3 separate regions of the Mus musculus genome follow, and regions 1 and 3 are each linked to region 2. The links are chromatin contacts, called in public HiChIP or PLAC-seq and promoter capture Hi-C maps. All regions are on one chromosome and are shown on one strand. Each heading gives the region's core, a stretch centred on a gene start, on an enhancer-like site or on the middle of the called end of the contact. The rest is flanking DNA. Distances are from core to core; before and after follow the strand shown. Region 1 holds the start of Ccdc136 (coiled-coil domain containing 136). Region 2 overlaps Ahcyl2 (S-adenosylhomocysteine hydrolase-like 2). Region 3 holds the start of Irf5 (interferon regulatory factor 5).

The links. Promoter capture Hi-C pulls out the DNA fragments that hold promoters and counts their contacts. HiChIP or PLAC-seq counts read pairs in DNA pulled down with a chosen protein or histone mark.
Region 1: a promoter capture Hi-C map of the 3T3-L1 cell line shows a contact between it and region 2, with 5 times the contacts expected there. The contact joins the promoter of Ccdc136 here to the enhancer-like site in region 2. A contact is called at or near these places in 7 of 39 promoter capture datasets (the 3T3-L1 cell line, 3T3-L1-derived adipocytes, the C10 cell line and 3 more), 5 of 484 Hi-C or Micro-C datasets (the N1E-115 cell line, adipose-derived mesenchymal stem cells, cerebellum and 1 more) and 2 of 9 other capture datasets (adipose tissue and liver).
Region 3: an H3K27ac HiChIP or PLAC-seq map of bone marrow-derived dendritic cells shows a contact between it and region 2, with 2.1 times the contacts expected there. The contact joins the promoter of Irf5 here to the enhancer-like site in region 2. A contact is called at or near these places in 4 of 39 promoter capture datasets (the 3T3-L1 cell line, the HPC-7 cell line, HPC-7-derived erythroid cells and 1 more), 1 of 484 Hi-C or Micro-C datasets (adipose-derived mesenchymal stem cells), 1 of 115 datasets of contacts at active chromatin or transcription factors (bone marrow-derived dendritic cells) and 1 of 9 other capture datasets (pancreatic islet).

What each region holds. Positions count from the first base shown.
Region 1 is chr6:29,393,917-29,398,032 of GRCm38.p6, reverse strand. It overlaps Ccdc136 (coiled-coil domain containing 136), which reads right to left and starts at 1,458. Exons shown (of 18, transcript NM_001347071.1): 1 at 1,291-1,458; 2 at 447-554. The coding sequence starts at 1,348.
Region 2 is chr6:29,825,723-29,829,987 of GRCm38.p6, reverse strand. The region is part of intron 1 of Ahcyl2 (S-adenosylhomocysteine hydrolase-like 2); the gene reads right to left. Among named protein-coding and RNA genes, the nearest start is that of Ahcyl2, 59 kb to the right of the region's middle. Within about 2 kb of position 2,252, at least 73 of the 459 cell types and tissues checked have an H3K27ac peak or open chromatin away from gene starts, as enhancers often do. A contact at or near this core is called in adipose tissue and bone marrow-derived dendritic cells, where this site is marked.
Region 3 is chr6:29,524,846-29,529,414 of GRCm38.p6, reverse strand. It overlaps Irf5 (interferon regulatory factor 5), which reads right to left and starts at 2,790. Exons shown (of 9, transcript NM_012057.4): 1 at 2,641-2,790.

The DNA of each region.
Region 1 (4,116 bases), core at 209-2,708, 430 kb after region 2:
TCTAGCCCTCTCCTAAGCACGTTCTTACTAAAGCTGCAGGGTTCCATTCAGAGTTGACGGTGGTGGCATCAGATAGACAGTTCTCATGCCCATGTCCTGGCTTTTAAAAATAAGAGACAGCTTGGGATCTGGGTCAGCAGGCAGTGAGAAGAACAAGCCCCCTGCCGAAAGCCTGTTTCCAGGCTGGGTTGAGCAGGGCCTCTCTCTGTCTGGCAGCTTCCCGGGACACACAACCTGGTTAGCTGGGTGATTGGCGCCCCAAAGGGATGTGCCCAAACTTCCCACAATGCCTGAGCCCAGGGGAGGCTTGGAGCTCAGCCACCAGGGAGGAGGGGCCTGAGATGAAGTGAGGGGAGGGCCCTGTTCTGGCTCAGAGTTCTGGGGTCAGGGAAGGAAGAAGGGAGCTACGGAGTAGGGCGATAGAAAGCCTTTTTCAGAAAACTCACCGTCCATAGCTTGCATCCCACGGCGCTCCAGAGACCCCCAGCGTTGGCCTTTCTTCCTCTCACAACCCTCAGATACCTCATAGGAGCCTAAAGTGGTTACTGTGGGTCCTGTGAGCCGGGAGAAAGTAAGAACTGTAGGAATAGAGGGGCCTGGGGCTGAGGGGAAAGAAAGGGACGTGCATTCTTATATGGGAGCCCCGGAATTTGCAATCACACTGGAGAAGCCTGACTCACTCTGCCCAGCTCTGTGATTCTATTCCCTCAGCCACCTCTCATGCCTATGGAGGGGACCCCAGTCCGGCGCGGCCCAACCTCAGCACCCCTGTTCCCGGCTCCTCTCCCTCGCTCAGACAGAAGAGGGTGAGTGTTTGTTTAGCTTGGGGCATAAGAAGAGGGGTAGGGTGGGAACTAGGAAAGAAGGTTTTGGGAGGATCCTATATAGCAAAGCAGAGAAGGGAGGGGTGGCCGGCTCAGGAGAGGAGAGAAGGGGCTCTAAACTAGGCCGTTTCTCTTTCTCTCCCCTTCCCTCCCTCACCAAACCTCGCCCACCCCACCCTCTCCCGGTGGTCAAGAGCTTTGATGAACTAGAAGGGTGCAGGCTCTAGAGACAACTCCCCCGCCCCCCTCGTGAGCTGGAAACACAATCGGGCTGGAGAGACTAACTGGGGAGCGCTTGGGGAGTGACCGCTGGGAAGGGACAACCCAGGTCGAAAGATGGAGAGCAGTATCCGGTGGAGGCCAGGGTGAAGGGAGCCGACTCAGTACCAGGAGCACCTGGGGGTCAGAAGGAAGGAGAGCCGTAGGGGGAAGGAGCATAGGGAGCTGAGAGAGAGGCCGCTCTGACCTGGGCCAGGGCAGCTCCAGCCCGCGGCTCCCGCGCCGGCCCCGCCGCCTGCCTCCATGGCTGCTCCCGCCGCCGCCGCCGCCTCCCGAGCAGAAGCCGCAGCCTCCGGGCCGGGGACCGGGAGCCCGGTGCGCAGGGAGGAGAGAGGGCGGGCCGAGAGGGCGGGGCCTGGCCTGGCCACCTGACGCGAGTGCCCGCCTGTGGCCGCCCGGAAACCCTCCCCCAGTCCCCGGCTCCAGACCCAGTGAGGACCAGCAAAAGAGGTTCAAAACACGTCACTAAAGTGCCCCAGGCTCGTCCGAGGCAGCTTCAGGTCTGCTGCGCCTGAAAAGCGGACGTGAGCTACCGGGTCTTGAGGATGCGCCCAAGGAGTGCTAGCATGGCTTGGTTCTGGCTGCAGAACCCACCCTGGGTCCGCCACGCCTAGGGACCTCAGGGGCTAGTCTTGACGGATGATAGAACCGGGGGGGGGGTGGGGGTGGGGGGGGATGGACTGTTTCCTGCAGATGCGCAAACACACGCGCACTTCCTTGGTTCCCACACAGAGCCAGCGTCCCCATCCCCGCAGTCCACAGAACCCATCCCTCCGGGTAGCCTCAAGCGCCCCAGAGCTACTGCAGGGCTGGCGGATAGTTGAGACCTGCATGTGCCAAGTGCTAGGTGGTGGTACATCACTGCTTTCCCCGAAATCCCACCCAGCCAGAGCTCTCCTCCCAGTGTACCAAGTCCCTCTTTCTTCCCAGCCCTTTGAGCCACGCCCTCTGTGACCTGTGCAGTGTGGGCATCATTGATGTTCCCTGTAACAAGAAATGTGGGAAACCACGAAGCTTTTTTTCAACTTTTCATCTATTTATTCAAGAGATGAACTTGGTCTTGAGGCAGATTTGACATCTCAGCAGGTCTCATTTAGGTCAGAAGTGGATACTCAGGAATCTGCTCCCCGAGTTATAATCGTGGAGAGATTTCTAAGCTTGGTACCTCACACCAGTTCTTTCTCATGTATTCTCACTCCTAAAGTTTGGGCATGGCTTGGCTGGGTTCAACTCCCCAGGCTACTGGGCTCTCAAGCCCTCCATGTTCCTCAGGAATGAAGCAATTCCCTGCACATCTCAGGCTTATCAGTAATTTCAGCATTGTGTTGAGAGTTACTCTCCAGACACCCCATCCCTTCCTTTTTTTAGACTCTCCTGCTGTGCTCTTCTGACCCTCTGGGCAGCATCAGAGTATTGCCTGCTGTTAAGGTTGGGAAGTATCCTAGTTATCTTTGTATCTTCAGTATCAAAGTACCTGACTCATGGAGTAAATGAGTAACATGGAGCTTCCGACTAAGTTAACAACGCCTTCATCATTTATCCCAGATTTTTAACTCATGAATTTAAACTCACGTTCCCTATTAACAATGATGTCTGCCAGGCAGTGATGGCTCACACCTTTAATCCCAGCACCTGGGAGTCAGAGGCAGGCGGATCTATATGATTTAGAAGCCAGCCTGGTCTACCGAGTTAGTTCCAGGACAGCCAAGGCTACACAGAGAAACCCTGTCTCAAAAACCAAAAACCAACAAAACAAAAAAGTCCAGAAGTCAGTAGTAATTCCTCCCCCCGACCCCCAGCCTGATAATCAGAAAAATGAAGAATTATTTGTTTTCACCTTCTCCCCAGAGGTCAAGCTCCCACTTTAGACCCATGGCTACAGTGATCCAGCCACAGAGAAGAGCTTCCGGGCAAGCTTACTATTTTGCAGATCATCAAGCCAGACTTGGGTAGCAAGGTACAATATTTAGAGATGATGAAATGAGCTCTCATGGGGGGAGCTAAAGGGAAGTGTTCTGGAAGCTCAGTGGTTCTGCCCAGCGCAGCAGCCTCCAGTTCTGTCTCAGCAGCAGGTCAGGCTAGCAGTTGGCAGTGGGTGAACAGAAAGACAGTCGCCATGGTCAGTTGTGACATTCAGGAGTCAGAGCTCTCTCTAGGAGAGCCTGGATCTTGAGCATTAGGACTAAGCTGGTTCCTGGGTGCAGGTGATCCATCACTCACCATTGATCTCAGGGAATGCTCAAGGGAGACTAGAACCAGTCTATTAGTGGGAGGCAAACCCTATTCAGATCAGCATGGGGTTGAGATGAGGGTGAAGTTAGGGAGCAGAAGGGAAGAAAGAGCTTAGCAGCTATGGGGGGCAGGGCTGTCAGGGATGTGTCTGAAGGGCAGGCATGGCAGGTGTGTCCCCCAGGTGATCAGCTGAGAGGGATGATCTGGGTTAATCCTCCTGTAACCCCAGGGTTTAAGACTCAGCCTTACCCCCAATCCCATCCCAGGAGATCATCCCCTCTGAGGACTGATGCAGCCATTTATCCCCCTTTACCCTTATTTCTAGACGCTCAGAGTAACCATTAAAGCATTTTTAAAAGGAGCATTTGCAACATACAGAAAAGTAAAGTCCAAAGACTAGTGTAACACTCCTGTGCACACCAGACTGCTCAGATCTTTTTCTTCTTGCAATGCTGGGGATTGAACCTCAGACCTTTTGCCTAGTAGACAACTGCTCTGCTGCCTTGCTACATCCCCAGCCATGTTTATATCTTACTTTGAAACAAATTTTACATTTGCACTAATTCTTTGAGAATTTTATGAAGGCATTTGAGTCCCCACTCCTCCCACACCCACCCTCTTCACCATCACCTCACTCCCCTACCCCCAGCTTTGAGTTGTCTTCTTGTATTTCTTTTCTTTTCTTTTTAAATGGAGTCCAGTTTGTATTGTCCTCCTACCCTGGGAGCAGGGCCTGCCCTGGAGTATGGACCACCCACCTGGGGGGCTATGATCATTTAAG
Region 2 (4,265 bases), core at 1,003-3,502:
AATGACCCTTTATAGGAGTTACATATCAGATGTCTTGCATATCAGATATTTACATTCCAATTCACAACAATAGCAGAATTACAGTTATGAAGTTAACAACAACAGTAATTTTATGGTTGGGGGTCACTACAAGATGAGGATATATTAAAGGATTGAAGCATAAGGAAGGTTGCAAACCACTGTTCTAGCTGATCCTATCAAGTTGATTAACTATCACAGCCTCTTAAGTGCTGGGAATACAGACGTGAGCCACCAAACCTGGCTCTGCTTTTAGCAAATTCTATGCTAAAAGAATATGTACCTTCTTGGTATATTTTATCTCTGGCAAAGCCTTATTTTAAGCTGAAAGCAACTGAACAAAGCAGGATAGGGTGAGTTTTCTATGTTCCTCCCCACTACCTGAGAACAAAATATAAAGTCCCTTTTAAAAAGTGCCCCCCATCCCGGTCTCTTGCCAGGATGAGGAGAGAACAATCTCAATGTAGACACGAGGACCTAACAAAAGAGGGTACACAAGCAAACCACACTATCTAGCCCTCATCTACCAGCGGTTTCCACATCTGTCTTCTCACAGTACCCACTTAGCCTTGTAGCTCTAAGGCTTTTCTTTTACCTTGTCACTTGGCTACAAATATACTGGTTGGTGTTAAACTGTGCTGTAAGTCTGAATTCTAACTACCCTGTTCAGTTAGTCACCTCTTAATGCACATAGCATGTGCGTATTAAAGACCCACTGCTTGTTAATAATCTTTTGTTTGCTTCTCTTTCATTAATATCTTCTATTGCTGTAAGTTACAGGCCAAGCGAGTGAACCTGAGATGGGCAGAGAAGGTTTCCTTCCCTACACTATCTGGAAGTGTAACAGTATAAAGTATTAAGTGTGCAGAACTGTCTTCCCACTGGAACAACTGACTATGTGAGCTAGCACCTGCTGGATCATTTTCTTGGCTAAATGTTGTGAACCGCCACACAAAGGAAGTGAAAGTAGATACAAGTGATGAAGCAACTGAGAAAAAAAATCATCTAGTTTGTACTATATCTCAGAAATGGGAGGGGAAATTTTCATCCAATTTCCTGCTAACATCTAAGAAAGTTCTTACCAAGCCACACTTAAATTTTATTAAAAATTAACCCAATGACCAAGGGTTAATTGGGTTATGTTAAGGGTTCACTAGGGGTTGGCAGAGGAGCTCAACAGAAACTGGAGGAGCCAAGCTTAACAAGCAACACTGGAGAAGTCAATTAGCAAATTCCTAACATAGGCCGAATAGCAAGAAGTGTGTAAGAAAAGAACATGGGTATTTTCAAACATGGAAGAACTCAAAACTCAGCTCTCTTTTACCCTCCACAAAAAATTATGATTGAAGTGTGGGAGGATAAGCTTTAGCAATTTTAAGGAGAAAAATAACAAAAAAAGAAGAGGGGGTGAGAAAATAAGAGACTAAAAAGACAAAATTGTGAAATCAGTTACCTGATGGTGTGGATTCGAATAGCTGCACAGAAGAAGTGCAGACAGGACCTGAGGCCACTAAAAGAAACAGGCAAGGGTTGTTGCCAGTTCTTTCTACCACAAACCTGATGCAAAGTTTAGGGGTTTCATTTTTGTGCTTACAAGAAGGATCAAGCATCCTCCTGCCGCTACTTCTCAAGTGGCTGCTAGATGTTCAAATATCTATTCTGTTTTAAAGGACCCTTCCTATGTATAGAGAAAGATCTTTTTCTGACATTCCTGGTGCACATGCAGTCACTGTGAAGAGCTGTTTGGGTATCACTCTCGCAATCTTAAAACGTTAGGTAGTTTTTGACCTAATGATTTCACCTTTAGGATTCACCCCACTGATATACCAAATATATGTTCTAAAAGCATGCCATGTGTTTTAGGTCTCTGCCACCATTGTTTGTTGGTTGTGACTGTAAATTACTGACTAAGCAGTTACTTGTCACTCAGGAAGTACTTTCAACACCAATATGCACAATGTAAGCCTTTGAGCCCCCAAAATATAAATTTCGTAAGTATCACCATTTATTTTTGGGTTTCCTGGTTCTGAAAGATAGCTTATAACAGTTATTTTACCCCAAATAGTGACAAGGTTCTAACATGCAAAAGAATAAGACATATTAGCTGTATCTCTGAACAGCTGAAACGGGTTTTGTGTGTGTGTGTGTGTGTGTGTGTGTGTGTGTGTGTGAGGACTGAAACAGCCAGCTAATGGAGAGCCAAGGGGAGAAGCATTCTTTGTTCTCAATTTGGCCCCTTCTACTTCTCCACACTTACCTTCCCCTAGGGAGGTAGCATACAAGCACCCACTGGTTTACTCAATGTTAGCTATATTTTGTTGACATGGCAACAGAAATACACATAAAGGAAGGCACAAAAAGGGTTATTTGCTTATAATTGGTTCAAACTCTTCCCATTCAGGAGAAAAGACTTTAAATAAGCACACAAGACTTTGATAAAGACTAGATAGAGAAGACTTTTCTAGTACAAAGCTAAGAGAGGAACCAGGCACTGCTGTGTGCTGTTGCACCTCTCACTTCCGTAGCTTGTTGCTGAGTGATCCCAAATTACAGAACTGAGTAATGGTTTCAATTATGTTTCTGAAAGAGTTCACACCTTCAGATCTCAAACTAACAGGGCTATTTCAACATTCTGGCTTTTATAAACTAGTGCCAAGAGGAAGTTTCAGGGATCAAGAGTGAATACACCCAAGCTAAGAAGTATGTCTTTAGAACATAACTAGAAACATAATATGTGGGGGGCTATTTTAAGCCCACCACCATCCTGTTATAAAATGAATATCCTTAAAAAAAGCTTTAAGCACATACACACACACATACATAGGCACACACACATAAACACACAGACATACTCATATAGATACATAGATATATACACAGATACACACAAGCACAGACACCCATACACAGAAACACATACACACAGAGACACACAGAGAGATACACAGGCATACACATAGCCCTCCTGAAATAGACATAGACATACATATACACACACAGACACACACACACACACATACACGCACACAAACATGACACATGCAGAGAGGGTATAAGAAGAAAAGAGACACAGATTAACTTAACAGTAAAAACAAAAACAAAGCCTTGAGTGCTAGCTCTTCCTTTTCTTTTGTTTTTTGGAGACAGGGTCTCACTTTGTAATTCTAGCTGGCCTCAAAATTATAATGTAAACCAGGGCATCCTTGAACTCCCAGAAATCTGCCTGCTTCTGTCTCCTAAATGCACAGGCACATGTGTAGGAAAAATACTCATACACATAAAAATAAGAAATTAAAATAAAAGAGCCCTATTATCTAAAAAAATCTCAACTGTCATATATTAACCTGATTCTAAGTTTATATTATAAATAGTAATTGAACACACTAAGCCTTTCTTTTACCTATTCAGGATCAACTCAGGACTTTAGGCGTGCTAATAACAAGTGAGCTATTTCCTCAGCCTCTAGTCTTGATTTTGATTGAATCTAACTACACAGCTCAAAGGCTGGACTGGACTTGCTATACGGCACAAGCTGGTCTCAAAATCAAGATCCTTTTACCTTAGCCTCAGAAGTTCTGATTACAGATGAATACCACCATACACAGTCATAAATCTAAATATTTTTATTGCTATTCTTCTTGATGTGACCAGTTCTTATGTAGCCCAAGCCAGCTTCTAATTTACTGTAGCCAGGGATGACCTTGAACTTCTGACCCTCCTGCCTCCACCTCCCCAGTGCTGGGATTGTCTTATATGGTGCCAGGGATAGAACCCAGGGCTTTCTGTATACAAGGCAAGCATTTCTTGAGACAGGCTGGCTTCAAACTTGCTGTGTAGCCAACGATGGCTGACCTATAATTTCTGATCCTCCTAAGCCCATCTCCCAAGTGCTATGTTATAGAAGTGCACAATCACACCAGGTCTTACGTGGTGCAGGGGTTTGAACAACACATTCTACCAACTAAGCTGTAGCCTTAGCACCTTTTTATCTTTGTGTGAGAAAAGCAGCTTGTGTAGCCCAGACTCGACTAGTGAGTCTCTTGCTTCCATGTTACAGCTTGCGTATGAAATGGCCCCAGCCGGCTCATTTATTGCAGGTATGGATGTCAGCTGATGAACTTTTAGAAAGGGGCCTGATCTTCTCTTCCTCCTCCTTTTTTAGTTGACTGTGGGCCAATCATTTGTTTACTTTAATTATTATTAATAGTAGTCGCTTTGTGTGTGTAGATCAGAGTACAACTTTTAAG
Region 3 (4,569 bases), core at 1,541-4,040, 300 kb after region 2:
TACTACATGCCACATCCAGGCTAGCGGAGCGACCCTCTACAGACTTCAGAGCACTTCAGAGCAGTGCATACCTCAGCGGCCAGAGACCCAGGAATAGCACTGCCAGCTTTGGACAGAGAGCGTGGAAAGGCTCCCAGCCCTGCCCCCAAGCTTAAGAAGAGGTGGCTTAGTTCCTCTTTCTGCGCCAGCCTCCACCCTGACCTAAGGGAAATGAAAGTAGCCCGATGGGACAACTCAGAGATCTGACTCACTCGGCTGACCCACCCCCACCCCATCCTCAACATCATCCTCTCTGTCTCCCATTATAGCTCCTAAGCAGCTCTGATCTTAGAATGGAGGGTGATGTACACACACACACACACACACACACACACACACACACACACACACACAGAGAGAGAGAGAGAGAGAGAGAGAGAGAGAGTCATGTCAAGAGTAGTATGAACAGGAAGAGCAGAGCACTCACTGCCCTGCTTCGGAGACCAAGAAGGAGCCAAGGAACACTGCAGCTTTCTTTCTGTCTCAGCCTGATGATGATAAATTAAATCAGAGAAAGGTTTTGAAATTGTTGCTCTGGCCTCAGTGTTAGGAAGCGGCAGTCCCTTCTAATGGAGTAGTGACGTAGAGAAATGATCCCCACAGCAAGCCAGGGCCATGAGAGGAGGGTGTGTTCATCTAGGGGCAGAAGGCACCACCTGCAGCTAGATGCACAGGAGCCTCGCCCTGAGCAGGACCAAGTTCAGCATCTACCCCACAGAAGCTCCCTCCTGCCCAACAAAAAAGGCTTAGATCTAAGTCAGATCCTGCCTGCCAGTTCACAATTGCAGCGTCTAAACATGACTGCCCGCTCCTGGGTCTGGAGGTTTTGAATAAGAGCAGTGCTGACACACAACGCAGACTGAGATGTCTGGCTATGAGCCCTAAAAAGGAGAAACGAACAGAGCCCCCACCATCTTCCATGTCAGACCTCAGGAAGTATCCCACATGTGATGGGGCATGGAAGCAGCCCTTGAATCCCGACTGCGATGGAGAGTCCCCATAGCTCACCCCAAGGTCATGAAGTCCCAGGAGAGGCTGCCTGGGCAGTCAGATCACTGAGAACTCCGGAGCTGGTGGGGAGAAGCTGCCATAACGGAAGGAATAAAGGCAGAGCTTCGAACCCCTCCTGTCTCTCGAATTGTCCCGTTCTAAACCCCACACCCAGTTCAAGGCAACATCCAGGGGTTACCTGCAGTAGGCATGAGCATAAATCCCGCCCTCTCCAGGTGAGCGACACACCCGGGGCCCTGCCCCTTCAGAGTGCACACAGGCTGAGATTCTGGGGCAGCAGGTGCGGCAGGAAGAACCCTCTCCCGGCTTCCTCCCAGGGGCAGGCTGGGGGAAGGCCAGAGTTCAAGGGAAAACCCCCGAAGGACTTTTAGTTAATAGGAGTGGTCTCCTACCTATCTCTTTCCTAGACTTTAGCCAGGAGCTTAGGGAGTAGAGAGGGCGAATGCTGTACTGTATCACACAGGTCCTCATGCGAGGCTTTTAGCCTCTCCAGCCTCCGTCAGCCCCGTCCACATCCTTTCTGGTCCTGATCACTTATCCTCACTTTGGAGTTCAGGCCAGGTCGTTCCCTCCTGATCATCCCGGCAGACTCCACCCGGGGCATAACGCGGAGGGAAGGGGGGTGGGGGTGGGAAGGAACCTGGGTCAGCCCCTGGAGTCATCGCGGGGTTACTGGCTTAGTGTCCGTTCCTGGTCCGCTCCTCTGGACCGGGACGTGTCCGCCTTGCTATGCCAGGAGGAGGCCAAGAAAGCCCCCACTTCCACCCCTGCTACTAGGTACCCGCTCTGGGTCCTCTGGAGGTTCGAGAGACACCTGGAGTCTGGGAGACATCTGCACCGAGGGCGAATACTGGCCCGGGACATCTCTCCGCCTGCGTTTCGGCCCAACTACACTTTCCCTTCACGTTCAGATTCTAAGTTGTTACTTCTTAAGTTTAGGGGCAGGCCGTCAAGAAACTAGACCAAGCATTAATCAGCCCCCGCCCCGATTCTTCTCAACAGCTAAGAATAAATCGTCGTCCCCTTTTGAGCTACGAGTCAAGGAGCAGAGCCTCTATTTGACAACGTCTCCCCTCAAACTCTATTCCCACAGATTCCTGTCCTTGGCTTTAAGATCCTTGGGAGGGATCGCTGCTTGACACCTCAACCTCTTTAGTCGAAAAAGTGAGGTGTGGCCGGGGAGGAGAGACGAGCTGTGTGCCGACAGGGTCGGGGTCGGAAACTCGCTCCTCCCTGGTCCCCGCCAGACTGTGACAGGGCGCTTGGCATCCTTGACCCTGGCGAGGCGCAGTGGGGATGTCCACTGGGCCCTTGGGACTTTCCCCGAGCATGCGAACGTTGGCGGCCGGAGCCCGGCACTCCGAGCTGGCCTGGTGCGGAGCGCCTTGGAGCCATTCGCGCTGGCCCGGCGCCGCCTTCGATCATCGCCCACCGCGGAGGAGCGGGATCCCGACCCCGCTGGCCCCGTTGGCAGGTGCCCGGGGCGTGCAGGTCGCCGTGGGTCGGAGCCGTGGCTTGGCTGAAGCCCGGGGCTGTTCCCACCGCCCTCGGGGCGAGGAGCCCAACACAGCCCACAGCCCCGGGACCTACCTGTTTGCTGTGCGCCCGCGGGGAGCCTGGAGCCCCGGCCTGGCGCTGCGGCCGAGCTGAGCTCTCGCCGAGCTGCACCGCCCGCGGGTCGCCCAGCCCGCCCCGCACTTCCGCATCGCGCCGCCCCCGCCCGGGGCAGCGCCCCGCCCCGCCCCTCGCCACCACCCCGCGCCCCGGGCCCCTACCCATCCACCGCCCACCGCGGGGAAGCCCGGGGCCTCCGCGAGACCGCAGACAGCTCGGCGCCCCTCGCCGGGCTCCTTTGGGAATCCGGGGAGACAGAGTCATCCATCACCCAGTCCCCAGATACCCTGTAGCCTGTCCTCACCTAGTCCGCGCCCGCCTGGAGCTGGAGATCCGCTGCGCGCGGGCGTCGATGGAGCCACACTCCAGGGCATTGGGAGACCCCTGAGAGCTCCCTTTCAACATACCTTGGGCCACTCTGTCTCCTCAGCCTTAACACTGGCCCTCCGGACCGCTCCAACTCACCATGTGACTGACAAGCCCACCTCTTCTTTTGCCCTTACCTTCACCGTGGTTTGGGTTTGCCCTTTGAGCGGGTTCCCACCCCCACCCCGACCTCCCGGTTCCATAAACGGGCCTTCCTGTCCGAGTCGATGCTGGCCTCAACTTCCACACATCCTGTTCATGTAGGAACATTATTCGCTGATTCTCACTCTTCAACTTTTGGGTCAGCATCATATTATTTGATAGTCTAAGTGTTTTTTCCAGGAAGGTCTACCCCTTCCTTGAGTCAGCTTTTGGTTTGTTGTGTTTTGGTGTAATTTGTTGATTGGTTTGGAGGAGGGGTGGAGACGACTTCCAGAGTCTTTCCGTTTGATTTTTCCATATGATTTTAACGTCTAATTTCCACTGAAATTCAGCTTAGTTGGGAACCAACCCTGTCTTGCATGGTTCATGATCTATAGTAATTTTTATTTTTATATTTGTATTTTACTGATAATGGAACCCAGGACCTTGCACATTCTAAGCAAGCACTGTGCTACTAAGTGCCTGCCTTCTCTGCCCTGTCATAATTCTAAAGGGTTATTGTATTTGTTTCTTGGGTTTTAACTCTTTTAAGGGTAAAAAGTTGTGTTGCCGGTGCTGGTCTCCAACTCCAGGAATCAAACGATTTTCCTGGCTCAGATGCCTTGAGTAGCTGAGATTTGGTGTAGCATCGCAGGCAGCTTAACTAAAGATATAAGCACATATATTTTAAATGTTTACCATCTTAATTCTTTTTAGTGATTTATTTTATTTTTTATGTATATGAGTATTTTGTCAGCATGCATGTGCATCGTGAACATGCAGTTCCTGCAGAGACCAGAAGAGGGCGCTGGATTCTCTGGAACTGGAGTTAGAGACTGTTGTGAGCGAGGGGGTGTGGGTGCTGAGATCTGAATCCAGGTCTACTGCAAGAACAGCAGATGCTCTTAACTACCAAGCTATCTCTTCGGTCCTAGAGATATTTTTAATACACAAATATTCTGAATGAATTGTTAAATTAAAATGTTATTACATTTATTTTGTGTGTACATCTGTGGGTACACATAAGCATGAGTATGTCAGAGGACAACTTCAGCCAGTTCTCTCCTTCATATGCCTGGCCCAGGGACTGAACTAAGGCTGTCAGGCTTGCCAGCCATCTTGTTTACCCCCCCCCCCCCCACACACACACCCCATTGTTCACTTTAGCTAGCAAGTAAAATATATACATTGTAGACATACTGTTTACCCTCTACATTTAAAGCCTTAGATTGCTGACAGATACCGTGGTATTAATTAATTAGAATTGTGGCTTCTTCCTTAACCTCTGCTGCCTTCCCAGGGATGTCTGGATTAGACTTCAATGAGCAGAGAGAATCCAGTGGGTTTGTTTTTGTTTTCCTTCTCTCTATATATCTCCCCCTCCTTTCACTGTAGCTG